Linked DNA regions of Mus musculus: all the other regions are linked to region 2. The links are chromatin contacts, called in public promoter capture Hi-C maps. All regions are on one chromosome and are shown on one strand. The core of a region is the stretch at or near the end of the contact, and the rest is flanking DNA. Distances in the headings are between cores, read along the strand shown. Region 1 holds the start of Ccp110 (centriolar coiled coil protein 110). Region 2 holds the start of Xylt1 (xylosyltransferase 1). Region 3 holds the start of Rps13 (ribosomal protein S13).

What was found. Capture Hi-C pulls out chosen DNA fragments and counts their contacts.
Region 1: a contact with region 2 is called in a promoter capture Hi-C map of liver, with 2.6 times the contacts expected there. The contact joins the promoter of Ccp110 here to the promoter of Xylt1 in region 2. A contact is called at or near these places in 2 of 9 other capture datasets (adipose tissue and liver).
Region 3: a contact with region 2 is called in a promoter capture Hi-C map of liver, with 2.6 times the contacts expected there. The contact joins the promoter of Rps13 here to the promoter of Xylt1 in region 2. A contact is called at or near these places in 1 of 39 promoter capture datasets (pre-B cells), 1 of 115 datasets of contacts at active chromatin or transcription factors (astrocytes) and 2 of 9 other capture datasets (adipose tissue and liver).

What each region holds. Positions count from the first base shown.
Region 1 is chr7:118,710,904-118,715,396 of GRCm38.p6, reverse strand. Ccp110 (centriolar coiled coil protein 110) reads right to left here and starts at 2,854. Exons shown (of 15, transcript NM_001360794.1): 1 at 2,649-2,854; 2 at 1,149-1,291; 3 at 1-37. The coding sequence starts at 23.
Region 2 is chr7:117,378,758-117,383,617 of GRCm38.p6, reverse strand. It overlaps Xylt1 (xylosyltransferase 1), which reads right to left and starts at 2,639. Exons shown (of 12, transcript NM_175645.3): 1 at 2,098-2,639. The coding sequence starts at 2,439.
Region 3 is chr7:116,331,374-116,335,922 of GRCm38.p6, reverse strand. Rps13 (ribosomal protein S13) reads left to right here and starts at 1,733. Exons shown (of 6, transcript NM_026533.3): 1 at 1,733-1,838; 2 at 1,975-2,023; 3 at 2,149-2,227; 4 at 2,825-2,994; 5 at 3,444-3,544; 6 at 4,340-4,416. The coding sequence starts at 1,816. The coding sequence ends at 4,373. Snord14a (small nucleolar RNA, C/D box 14A) reads left to right here and starts at 2,666; the gene lies at 2,666-2,752. Gm10589 (a long non-coding RNA gene) reads right to left here and starts at 1,754. Exons shown (of 2, transcript XR_869889.2): 1 at 1,641-1,754.

The DNA.
Region 1 (4,493 bases), core at 1,605-4,104, 1.3 Mb before region 2:
CAGAACTCCTCATATTCCTCCATCTTCCCACCGCACACTAGGAGAAAGAAAAGTGCTCTTAGTAGTGTGCTGACAAAACACGATTTATTACCCAAGAGTACTGGAATATTTAAACACTTCCTGGAATTTTCTGTCTGTTCATCTAAAGGCTTCATTTTGATGCCATAGACACCAACTGACTCAATCTCCTGGCTCTGGGGATTTTATTTATTAATTAACTTTATTTTATAGTTGAAAGCCTGAGAGGTCACTAGGCAACTTCAAACAACCAGCCCAGCAATTTCACAATCTCTAGAAAACTTTGGGTTATGAAAATCCCAGGTGACCTGAAGGATTAGCCAGCCTATGCCTTCTTTTTTAGCATTGTGCCAAGTACTTACTGATGCCTGTTCTGGATAACATTGTGTAACCCTGGCTCCGGTAAGGCCAGGGAAAATAACAAAAGAAATGTTATCATAATCATAACAAGCTAGAACTTCTCTCTGTTCTGAGGCTTATATTTGTTCCATTTGTGCACAGGAAGATCCAACTTCAAAGAAATAACTGGTTCTCTAGAGAGCTAGGATCAGTTTGCAGGCTTACATTCACTTTTTAAACACATGACTAAGAAGCAACAGAACCCTTTCCGGCACAACTCTAACAACTCACCTAACAGTATCTTAACCAAAATTCCTAGTAGATAAGAAATAAGAAAAGTCCCAATAAATCCATTTCTGCTAAATTACTTTTTAAAAATACACCCTTTGTATTTACTATTAAAGAGAGTAAAAATGATGTTATATAATTTCTGAGCTTATGCACAGAAAGAAAGAAACTCAATAGTCTGGTAAGGTTAAGGATATAAACTGCCATCATTAGTTCTCCTTTTCTTCTAACAGCATCATAGAGAGATGTCCCATTGTTGCAGAGAGCTATCCACTTCCCTTGAGTGGTCCCCCACACACTGCAAAGCTACAGTAACAGAGTAACGTACAGCGGGACAATGAATTGGACATTCAAGCTCCAGTGCTCATGTGAGACTGGAGAACGCTCCAGAAGATCCAGCGCATGACTGGACCTTCCTAACCTTCAGTTTCAGCCCATCCTAATTCCCCTACCTCAATCACTAGCACATCACCTTGATGTTTCCCAGCTTCCAGAGTACTTACCACTATCTGAAATGATCTCGTTTATTTCCTGGGGTTTTGTGTATCTTCTTCCACCAAAACGTAAACTCCATAAGAACAGGTACCTTCTCAGTCTTGCTCACTGGTTCGCCATGACACACAATGGTGTCAGCACGTGGTAGGCACTTCAGACAATTATTGAATAAATTAATTAGGGCAAATAGATCAAGCAATGTAAAGCAAGACTAGCAGAATGAAGAGAATTCTGAGAATGGCAACTTGGAGAACAACCCTATTCCCAGAGAACTAGGTACCTCTCAATTGCAAAAGTAGTCATTAAAAAGAGAGTCCGGGATTCTACAATTGTGCAAGAGGGCACTACATTTCTCACACCAGTTACCACTTGCAAGCAAGGTTTATTTTAAGGGAGTCTTGATGACAAGGTGATCCCAACCTCAAACCTACCACCCCATACTTTAGCATCAGGCATTACTGGTCCATGGTCCACTTACATTCACACCAGCCTCAGCAGGTCCAGGCATGCCTTTTCTACTCCATTTCTACCTAATTACAAGTGACCTTTGTCCAGGAAGTCTCTTGGCAAACCCTATAGCCTCATGGCTCCTATCTACTTATTCATAACCTGTACTCAGAAATGTCACTGAAAGGAAAGGCGAAGGTAACACAGCTTCCAAGGCTGGCTGCTTACCACTAAGTTTTTCCACAAACACATAAACTTCCTACAGAGTCTGTAAAGGGAGAAAGATATGCTGTTTAAGGACATACTAGCTGTTCGTACATTCATGGTAGGCTAATATCCCTGGACCCCACCATCTATAAAGTGGGGCTCTGTCTCAAGGCGATTTTATGAGAAAACAATGAGCTAAGGCACAGACAGCAATCGCAGGACTGTATGTAGGACAAATAGAAGCATCAGTAAGTGGAAGCTGCTTCCAAACGGAGGATATAATGGTGTTTTTATCACCTCCGTGTGAACTCTTGGAGAAGAGACAATTTTTGGTTCTTCCTGAGACTCAAATGTGACTTGAAAACATGAGAAAGGGCTTTCTCATCCAAATCCATCTCTTAAGGTAGGAACCACTTAACAGCATCATGGGTGTCTGAGAGAACCAGCTACATTATCCTGCAGATGCCCCAGAGTGGCAAAGCTGGTGTAAACAGCGCTCCTATGGGCCTTTGGTTGCGGTAACCAGTATTTAGAAATGGCCAGTGCACACCCCGGGGGACGCCTCCATCTCCTCCTACACTACCTCCGACACCAAACTGAAGTCACCATGAAGTGCCTACTCTTCAGCGCAGGATGCTTCACTGGGCGGAGCCAGCATCCAAGCATCCCCTCCAAGTCCCCCTGACCCCGGTCCTCAACTCCCGCCTCCCCATTCCCGATGCCTTCAAGGGCTCGTGACCGAGGGAAGCCAAACCGGGTCCGGAACGCCGGCCTTCTGTCCCTCGGGACACCAATGCCGGGTCTCACCTCAGCCTAGACCCGTAGGAAAACGAACCCAGTCCTCTTGCACACACCTGACACCTACTGCCCGGTCAGCTTCTCTGCCCGTGGACCAGCCTCCTCTGTAAGCAAAGGCCTCAGTCGGTTTAGACAGAGCGCATCTAGGTCCTCCGCCTTCTCCTCCTCCTCCTCCCCGCCATATTACGGGTCCCTCAGGCGGCAACGCGGGATCCTGGCAACCGCTGCCGCCGCCACCAGCTCAACTCCACCCCTCAGGGCCGGTACTTCCGGTGGCTGTTTGGCGGGCAGTTGAAGCGGTTGGGCCTCCATAGACTACAATTCCCAAAGTGCACTGCGGTCATCAGCAAGCGCTTACATGAGCTTTACGCAATCGAGATGCACGCTGGGAAGAGTAGTCTTCACTGCAAACTAAGGGCTTTGACTATAAATTACCATAGAAAGTCTCCTCAGGGCCTTAAACCCCAAAAGTGTTCCTGGGAAGTTGTCGGGTATTTTTGTTTGTCTGTCTGTCCGTCCGTCCGTCCGTCTGTCTGTCTGTATAGAGATAGTCTCCTGTTTGGTCGATGGAAAATGTACAACATTCACCCATGTTTTCCCTATAAATGAAAAATGTGGCTGAATCGCAGACACCAACTCAAGGCTTTAATATATTTGCACTTCTTTGCAGATCAGTTGCGGGGAATATACAGAGGAAAAGATAACTTCAAGTTGGCAAAAAAAAAAAATCCACCAATATTTTTTATCAGTTCTTACCTAAATTACTCACTAAGAGCTTTTTTGATTTAATGACACCATTTCCATTCTATAACTGGGCTTTGCCGTCCTCCTGGTGCTTATTTTTGTTTATGTATAGTGGGAATTTTAAAGAGCCTACCAAGAGTGGTTGTGAGGCATAACAGAGAAAACTCTTATACTGCACCTGGTACAAAAATCTCTAATAGGAGGAAAGGGTCATCTAGAGAGATGCTCAGTCACTAAAGCATTTGCCACTCAAGCATGAGGACCTGAGTTCAGAGCCTGAACACTCCCCTAAAAAGGCTCTGAGTCCTGGCTAAAAATTATAATTGCCAGTCCTGGGGATATAGAAATAGGAACTCCCTGGCGATCTCAGGCCGGCCATTCTAGCCAGTTTCAATGAGATCCTCAAAAATTAGGGTGGAAATTGACTGAAAAAGATACCCAACAGAGATGGATATCTCTGGTCTCCCTATACATATGTACATGTGTGTATATATATATATATATATATATATATATATATATATATATATATACACTCATGCCAAAAAATAAAAATAAAAAGGTAGGCTAAGAGCTGGAGGCAGAGGAATCATGGGATGATGGGTATCAAGAGGTGAGATCTGTCCCACTAGCACTATCCCAGTGAAACACTGGGACGCAGAGAATGGGCTCTCAGGCAAAGGCTTTAACAGAGGCAGTGCCTCAAGAAGGGTGGCATGAGGGGACCATGGTGTGAGGGACAAAGCTGACAGAGACAAGAGTGCCCCATAGCAGTGAGTGAGCCCTGAAATGGAGTCCAAGGTCCAGACATGTTCTGTTAATCTTGAGGACAATGTAATGTGGGGCTTTGGGGTGGGGGTTCCACTTATAACTTAATAATAAAGACTTGGAGACCTGTGTATAGTATAAGGATGTTGGCTTGTTTGCTGGGGCAGTCTCTCGGTTAGCACATCTAACTCAAGCCAAGTTCTCTGCTATTATAGTTCTCTGCTCTACTTCCATGTCTTTTGCCTCTGTCAGTCCTTCTACCCCAGCTCTTTATTATGCAAAAAGCCACACTAGAAACTAACGCAGTTGACATTGAAAAGGTCAAGGCTATGTGACCTTTGCCAAGGCATCTTGCCTTTTCTTTTTGAGCAGGTGGGGAAGGAACAAAC
Region 2 (4,860 bases), core at 1,390-3,889:
CTCCTGGGGCAGGATGTGAGACAGGAGGAAGAGAGGAGAGTGCCGTGCATATGACAAAAAGTCCAGGACCAGCAGGACCGGACAGTTGAGAGCTACCAGGAATGGGAAAGTGAAAGAAAAAAAAAAGCACAAAATGTATTCATATACATATACATTGGAAGCTAAAAAAAATGGAGACATTGGAGGACACTGTCGGGAGGATACACCTAAACCCACAGATAAAAGCAAAATTGCAGACAAGCTCCGCTGCTAGGACTGGGGATCTAAAAACATGGTTTAAAGGGGAAGTGGCACCCCACCCCCGCCCTTCCGATTCCAAACCTGATGTGACTGGGCTAGGACATGAGAGATTACTCCTAGGTGAACACACATGGAGGGGTTGTGCATCACTGCTCAGACCATCGGTGGGGAAAGAAAGAAACCAACTGCTTTTTTCTTTATAATTCTCTCACTGATCTCAACAGGTGGTCTATGTACCCTGAAAGTACCTCCTGAATCCCCTTTGCAAAAGGTACAGTGAGTCCCTCCCATGGTCCCCTCCCCACCCTGCCTGTTTCCACACTGGGCCAGCACTAAGTGCGCCTAGTCCCTCCCACCTCCCAGTAGGTCTCCAATTTTAGGAAGAACATGTAATAGCGTTTTTGTTTTTGTTTTTGTTTTTGTTTTTTGTTTTTTGTTTTTCCAGTTGGAACACATGATCAACTCCAGGAGTTCAAAGGCAGTGAGTGCCTGGGTCCCCTTGGACTTGGGGACATTGAGAATGCTCAGGTTCTCATGCACAAGCATCACTACAGGTGAGGGTAAGACTTCTCCTTGGTAGCTACAGAGCAGCCAAATGCTCTGTCAGATCAAGTCCTGAGACTGCTTTAGCTCACAGACATAAAGAGCTGTGCTCGGGCAACAAGGGTCAAAACAATCCTGAAGAACTTAAGCACATCAGAAAGCACTTCTGACACAGCTGTGTAGCTGTGTCTAGGCAGTCTTCAGCAAGGGCTGCCGGAGTGACAAGCAATAACAAGGACTGTTCCCTTCCTACAGATCCTAGAAACACTCCCCCGGTAGCTACCGTCCTTCAGATGCTGGGCAGTTCTCTGCAGGGAACTGGGATGATGGACAGAGAATCACATGGCATATCACACCAGCCCAAAGACAGACAGACACTCATTCCTACGCAGAGCAGAGACCCTGTACAGTAGTTACGGACTCAGATCTCCTGCCCTCCTAGCTCAGAGAAAGGTGAAACAGATACCCCAAAGAAGTTGGGGATAGAAGAGGAAGACAAGCCGGTGCCCCACCTAGCCAACCAGATGGTACTAATAGAACTGGAAGACAGTTTCAGAGACCTGACTATTCACATCCAAGAAGAGCAAAGCACACTGGGAGGTGTGGTGATAGCGTGGCCAGACAGACAGACAGTAAGTGCAACTGACCACCCATGTCAAGTCAGAGACAGCCAGCTGGAACTAAGGGGCAATACCTGGAGGTGAAGTCAGGGAGGGCAAGAAATGGCAAGGTTAGGGACTGAGGAAGGTGGGGACTGGGGAAGGTGGAGAGAGAAGTAGATTCCCAGAGGGGAAAACAGGACCCAAAGTCAGATCAGGCTTGCAAGACCCAGTGTTGATTTGGGCACCAGGGACATGGTGGAGGACTTAACACACTCATTCTCAGCCCACAGCAAACAGCTCAGACCAAAGAGGCTGCGTGGAGAACTACCCTTGAGCAGCGGCTGAGGATCCGGTCACGATCCGATGCACGTACTCGAGTGGAGAGTGAGGCATCAACGCCCCCACCCAGAGAGCAAGTAGGACGCCCAGAAAGAGTGATAGGAAACAGGACCCCCTAGAAAGCGAGTCTCTTCTGGAGCTCACTTTCCAGACCCCAAGGGGGCGGTCCTCAGACTCCGCACAGAGCAGCGCGGCTCAGTGCACGACCCTGCAGCTGCCCAGGGCAGCCAGGGCAGTCAGAGGCAGCCAGGGCGCAGAGTCCCTTCGGATATCGGGACTTGTGTGGCCAAGACCAATGTGAGGCATGGGTAGGGTCGCCCATCTGTCTCTCTGTCCGCGGGGCTCGAGATCCCCTTCCCAAAGGGCACCTTACCCTCGCCCGGGAGGCTAGTGCCCCGCGGCTGGCAGGCTGCTGTGCGCGGGCTCCTCCGGGGCCGCCTCCCCGTGCTCCTCCTCCGCCGGCTCGGCCTCCAGGTCCTCCGCGGGCTGCGGGCAGATGGGCAGCCAGGTCCCTGCGCTCCCGGCGCGGGGCCGCGGGCTGCTGCTGCTCGGCTGCTCCCGCCGCTGCCCCCGCGCGCCGCTGCTCTCCAGCCCCGGAGTCCAGGCTGCTGAAATTCCACACCACCAGCGTCTGCAGCAGCAGCACCATGAGCGCCGCCAGCAGCGCCGAGTGCGAGCGCCGCGCCAGCCTCCGGGCGCACGGCGCCGCCACCATCTTCCGCGGCGGCCCGGGGCGAGCGGGGTGCCGGGACACCCCGGTGCGCGCTCTATCCCGGGGGCTCCGCGCTCGGGCCCCGCCGACGTCGCCCGGGCTCGCCGCTGCTCCTCCTCCTGCTCCTCTCCTCCACCACCTCCTCCTCCCTTTCCTCCTCTGCCGCCGCCGCCGCCTCCTCCACCGCCGCGGCGCGGAGTTTTCAGACGGGCAGGGACCCGGACGTCACCAGGAGGAGGGGAAGGCGGGAGGCGGGCGCGGGGAGGCCGCGGAGGGGGCGCGGCGCGCGCGCGCGGGGACACGGCTCGGAAGGGAGCTGGCCCCTCGAGATTCCCTTTTCCCTGGGTCAGGGTCCCCAACCCAACCCCCAGGGTTCTAGGGCGGGCGTTAGGGGTACCAGGGCTGGGGAAGGGGCCACTAGGGACGCGGGCCCTGAGCAGAGGGCGGGGCCTGGAGGAGGAGCCGAGGGCAGCGTGGGGAGGAGAAGGTGAGGGAGGGGGTGGAGGCGAAGGAAGCAGACAGACACCCCCCAGAACAGGCGTGGGAACAAGGTACGGGTGCGAAAAGGCCGGTGCAAGGGGTAGAGAGACGGAAAGTGGAGGATAGAAGAGTCAACAGGGCAGCTCAGCTTGCAGAGGTCAGGAAAAGGGAAAGAAGGGTCCTGAGAGTCTGTGTTCCATGTGGCAGAAAACTGGAGGCGGAGTTGCAGGAGGCGCGGAGTTTTCCGTCCCGGCATCTTTGGCTGCACAGAGAGAAAACCTTGGCAGGTGGAGATGGGAGAAAACGTAGGAGTGTCACAGGTCCTGGCTCTTGTGCAGCCTGGGATTCCTGGATCACTGACTGAAACGATGGGGAGGAGGTTCTCAATGACTCGCCGAGGTTAATCAGCACAAGCACTGCGACTTCTGAGTCACCCCCCCCCCCTTCCAGGGCCAACCAAAGATTCAGGGCTCATTGACTCACTTCTCTGGTCCCCAAAGACTCACAATCCAACATCCTCCAAATCCAGTTGGCAAGTGAATGCTTTGGTGGCTAAAGAAGTTTTCCAACCCTCCCTGGCCACAAGCTGAAGTCTCCCTCCCAGCCACAGAGCCTCCCTCCCTTAACGCCCTTCTTACCATCCGCCCTCCTGATGTCTGACTTGCTGTGTGCACTAGATTCAGAGCTGGGTCAGCCCAGCCTTGCTTTATAAGGAGAAGCATTTTCCTGGACTGACTGGTGACCTTGAGCCACCAAGACTGTCCCCCTTGACCTTGTTCTGAGCTCTGTCAGTGAGAGTTTGGAAGGAATAATCTCTCTGAACTCAAACTTCATCCAGCTCTCTCTGACTCAGTCTTATAGACTTCCCCTTTTGATACATAGCATCTATTAATGTCTGCATGTGAATGGGACTGATGTCTACCTATGTCAGTGAGCTGGGGACTTACAGCGAATTCTTGGTCTTTTGTCTCCTGCCCTTTTAAACATCACCCTGGTTTGTAAAGGGAAGCGAGTGGATATGTACAGAATCTATCAGAGAGCAAGGCCAACAGTGGCGAGAAGTGGACCCTTCCATCCACTGCACCAGCATATTAGAGCACTGATGTGTGCCAGATGTGGGATCAGGTACAAGCATCCCAAGGTGACAAAGGGTGCCTCTGATCTACAGTCAGCTAGAAGGCCAGAGAGTCAGGTGTAGGTAGGTATGGAATCTCAGAAGAAAACATGACCATCGTCCCTAGAGAGATTTGCAAAGGAGCCGTGGGTTCATGAGAGTGCTACTGGGATAGCTGTGTCCTCAGCCAACCTGCTACCCTGACAGTCTACAATCTGCTCCAGGGCCCCCTCTAGCTCTGCAGCCAGGGACAGAGGCATTCCCACTTCATCAACAGTGAGACTGTAGAGGAGAGGCAGCTCCCTGGTTCACCAGTCTCCTCTTATCTGCATATCAGTTGGGAATATTTATAGTTTGTGTAATAAAACACCTGGTTTAACAATCTAAAAATAAGCCTTACTGGATTGTAGAACTAGTTATTGCAGAGCACTAACTCCAGGCATGGCTTGATCCAGCAACCTAGAACAACCACTACAGAATTTTCTCTTCCTTTCTCCTCTCTTTCTCCCACAGTGTCTGTTCACACTGGAACATCACAAGAGTCCTAGATTCTGTGACTTAGACTAGCTGTAACTTATTCATCTGCAGTCCAGGATTCTTTTAGAAGATGCAGAGAGCGTTTTCTTACAGAGTAATTTTTAGGTCCTAAGTTACCCCTAAACCAGTCACAAAGCTCAGGAAGTCAGATCAAGGAAATGAATCTAACCAGGGTTCCTAGATACACCTCTGGCCTTGGGGTAAATCTGTTATCTCTGTAGCCATTCAAATGTTCCATAGAGCCATGTGGGAGTAGAAGAATGGCTTCCCTCGGCTGTCCCTGAAGTCTCCAT
Region 3 (4,549 bases), core at 484-2,983, 1.0 Mb after region 2:
CCAGGTCAGCCAGGGTTATTCAGAGAAACCTGTCTCAAAAGCCAAAAAGGAAAAAAAAAAATGTGCTTGGAATGAGTAGAAATAAGGGCAAAGTGGAAGGACATGAGGCCAGGGACTTGGGTTTTATTTCAAATACATGGAGAAAATATAAAAAGAGAGCCCCTGAGATGGCTCAGTAGCCAAAAGTGCTTGCTGTGCACTGACAACTCTAGTTTGATATTCAAAGCCAGGTAAAAAGATGAAAAGACTACACAAGGTTATCCTCTTACCCCATATTCACACAGTAAAAGTCTTTAAAAACAATTTAGATCTTCCAGAGGTCCTGAGTTCAATTCCCAGCAACCACATGGTGGCTCACAACCATCTATAATGGGTTCTGATGCCCTCTTCTGGAGTGTCTGAAGACAGCTACAGTGTACTTATATTAAATAAATAAATCAATAAATCAATCTTTAACACACACAATTTAGAGGGATTTACAAAGAGACCACTAACCACTAGGCAGACAATGGATTGTATACATAATGGGACACCACTTAAGCTGCCTGAGAGATGATGGATAGGATTGGGGTACCCGTGGAAACAATGAAGTATTTGATACGTTTCTGTGGTGAGATGTGTTGGAGTGACTCGTGGAAATGAGAAAGACTATTGAACCCTAAATTTGTATTCGGACAAATGTGTTAGAGTGAAATGAAGTATTCTTGCTTAGGGATTGCGAATTGAAGCCAAGCTTGATGTTCGGATCACATATCTGGGCTAAAAGTGTGAATCTGGTTAATTAATCAAATACAACTTTGCCAGGAAATAAATACAAATTTGGTTCAAGTTCCCAATGTTTTGGAAAACGTAATTCAACTAGTAATGGGTTAAAAGAACGCAGCTGGGCATGATGGCTCAAACCTTTCATCATCATTTCAGCATTTTTTTAAGAGACAGAGGCAGAAAGACTTAACGTGTGTTTGAAGCAAGCCTGGTCTACAAGGCGAGTTCCTGAACAACCAAAACTACATTGAGGGACCCGGTCTCAAACACAACAAAAAAGAAAACTGGATCAGTATTTCAGTACTGTTTCAAACCTCTCACGCTTCACTTGTCAACAGGGTCTTGTAGATCTGAGTTTCTTGGGTCCATGTCTTTGTTGTTTTTTGTTGCATTTACAATAAATTGTTATATTCACCCATTCTTCGAACGCTCTGTGGTGAACCGGACTAGGACATCCTTAAAAGACCAACTCCCGGGGTAGTCCCTTTCCCCCTCATCTTCTCGAAGCTTCTTTCCTCGTTCCCAACTCTTCTCCGACGGGGGTGAGCGGTTCTGCGCTCCGACCTGTGTAGAAAAGGCGCGCAGACAGGAGGACAGACCCGGGCGGGGCTCGGAAGCCTAGAATTAACGATCTAGAGAGAAGCGCCGGCTGCACCTAGGCTTTGCGATCATCCCACACCGCACGAGTTCGGGGCTGCAGAGGGAGCCCTGAGAAACCCGCAGCTTATCCAAATCCTTCAGCCCAGGACTCGAGCACGCCCTAGGTCCCCTCAGATGCGACTTCCGAAGAGATGTTAGAGACAGACTTGCTGCTCTGGCTAAGAGCAAGACTAGAGACAAGAGTTCAAGGCGTAGCAACCCAGCCATACACTTACCGCCTCGCCGCCATGCCTTCTGGGACGCGTAGTCTCCCGGGCTCCGGTGGCCACACTATGTAGCCCCGCCCCCGCGCGAGAGCAAACGTCGGTGAGTGGCGTCACTTCCTGTGCGGCTTGATTTCCTGTGCCGTTTCCTACCTCGTTCTCTCTTTGCTGCCAGACCTCCGCCATCATGGGTCGCATGCACGCTCCCGGGTGAGCCCGCGGCGCCGACCTTGGTTGCGGGGCTGGGGCGCGGGGCTGAGAGAGGAGGATGCGGGCTGCGGGTGAAGGGACAGTGGGGCTGCTTGGGGCGCGGGCCGCCGCTTTACTTCCTATCTTCTGTTTTCAGGAAGGGCCTGTCCCAGTCGGCGCTGCCCTACCGCCGTAGCGTCCCCACGGTGAGTAGAGGCTGAGGGTTGGAGGGCGGCGTGGGAAGCGATCGGTGCGCGGGAGGATGGGACCCGAAGTGGAAGGTTGCCGCCGTGCTCTCTCATCCTAAGGCCGATTTCTCTTCCATCTGTAGTGGCTGAAGTTGACGTCTGACGACGTGAAGGAACAGATTTACAAATTGGCCAAGAAAGGCCTGACTCCCTCCCAGATAGGTGAGTGTTGATGTAATCTCTTCCTTCTGCTCTCGAGAAACAAATGTGTCTAGTCCGTATGTTAAAAAGGTTCCTCCTGCTTCCACAGCGGAGCAAGGGCTGTCTGGGATTGAGTCACATCTAACTGAATTGATTCTAAGCTGCTCTGACTTTGTACAAATGGGAAATAACTCGTTTCTGGTAGCTTGGCTTCTGAGTCTGGGAATAACTGCTCATCGGAGGAAAATATCCTCTTTAGGATATAAAAAGTTCGCTAGAAATATGCAGAAAAAATCATGTGAAATGGGCTCAGCTGATCTGAAGTAATTTGAGGTTTAAAAGCAATAACATGCAGTTTTAAAGATAGGTACAAATAAATGTTGGGCTGCTTTTAAGTTAATACTAAATATAAAGGTAGAAGTCACATTGTTTCCTCTGGTCAGATGTATTCTGGCAAGCTCACAGTGATGATGGTGTTCCAACATTCGCAGTTTCCACCAGAAGGACTTTCCATGTTGGGTTGACCTTCCTTGGATGTCTGAGTGAGCTGGAAATTTGGAGTTTGGCTGTTAGGGTTTTATCGCATGTGTGTGTGCTTGAGTGTGTTTCTCTTTTCAGGTGTAATCCTGAGGGACTCACACGGGGTGGCCCAGGTCCGTTTTGTGACTGGAAATAAAATCTTGAGAATCCTCAAGTCCAAAGGCCTTGCCCCTGACCTCCCCGAGGATCTCTACCATTTGATTAAGAAAGCTGTTGCTGTCCGAAAGCACCTTGAGAGGAACAGAAAGGTAAGGCGGACAACAAACCAGGTGTTGTGTCGAGACACTTGCGCTGCGGATCTTCAGAGGGGAGAACGCACTTGAGTCCTCTCAGGTGGTTCTGGGTGCTGGCTAATAGTCAACATGATAGTTTCCTAGAAATAGGTGGTTTGATTTTTAGCTCCCCTAAACTATTACATCCAGTTGGTCCCAGGTGCTGGGGCTTTTGTGTAGGTTTGTGGCTATGGGCCTTATTCTAGGAGTTTAAATTGCCTCTGTGGATTTGGTGATGCATGCCCTTAATTGTTGGAGTTTGAGACCAGCCTGGTCTAACACATTGTAAGACAACCAACTTATTCTGTATAATAATAAGATACCCTGCCTCCTTAAAAAAATTGCCCTAAGAACTTAACCTAACCATAGAAGCTATTTAGTTTCTTTACTTGTTGGTGGTTTTCTTAAATCTCTTTTATTTCTAGGATAAGGATGCTAAATTCCGCCTGATTCTGATAGAGAGCAGAATTCACCGATTGGCTCGATACTATAAGACTAAGCGGGTGCTCCCACCTAATTGGAAATAGTAAGTATATGGTTTTTGGTTGGCAAATCAGCTAGATGGTAAATAATGAATAGTGGTAGGCATTTTGCCTTTTTGGCTAAGTGTCAGTTCATCTCTGTCATAGTAGTGGGGAAGCTTGCATGGATGATATATAATCACATGACAGTGTTCTCTTGAAATGTTACCTAAGCCAGGCATGGTGGCGCACGCCTTCAATCCCAGCACTCAGGAGGCAGAGGCAGGCAGATTTCTGAGTTCAAGGCTAGCCTAGTCTACAAAGTGAGTTCCAGGACAGCCAAGGCTACACAGAGAAACCCTGTCTCGAAAAACCAAAAGAAAAAGAAAGGAAGGAAGAAATGTTACCTAGAGGCAAGCAGGTCTCTGCATTTGAGGCTGGCCTAGTCTACACAGTTACTTCCAGGACAGCCAGAACTGGTTGGTTTATGATGCTTGGGGGGGGGGGGGGTCCTTCTAAAGGTAAGAAGAGGGTCATAGTTGATAGATGCTGATTAAACTATGAATGAAATCCCCCCCTTTTGTTTGTTTCATGACTTGTTCGCTATGATAAGCATACAGACATTGACTGTTTATGGCAGATAGGTTGATCTTTCCACCATTTGGCCACTTAGATTTGGCCTTAGACGTCTGGCTGAGAATGAGCCTGTCCATCCTCATGCTTAAACTTAGGGCTTAGTTTGATGCATTGTATGCAATTGGGTATTGTAGCGGTTTGGGGATAGCTCCAGTCACCAAGAGAGTTGATGGGTCCTGAAGTCCGGTACTAATCCCAGTTTCTCTCTCTTTTTTTCCCCCCAGTGAGTCATCCACAGCCTCTGCTCTAGTGGCATAAATGCTGTTGTGTGCACAAGCAATAAAATCACTTTGAGTAACTTGGTGTTTTGTGGTTCTTTCTGCGTGGCTGCTGCATGTGTTTGGGAGTGTTTGGCATCTGTTTAGTGGGTGGTTTCCCTGGCCACTTAAACTACTAGTCCAGCTGGTACAAAGGTTGGTGGGTTGTTACTATCA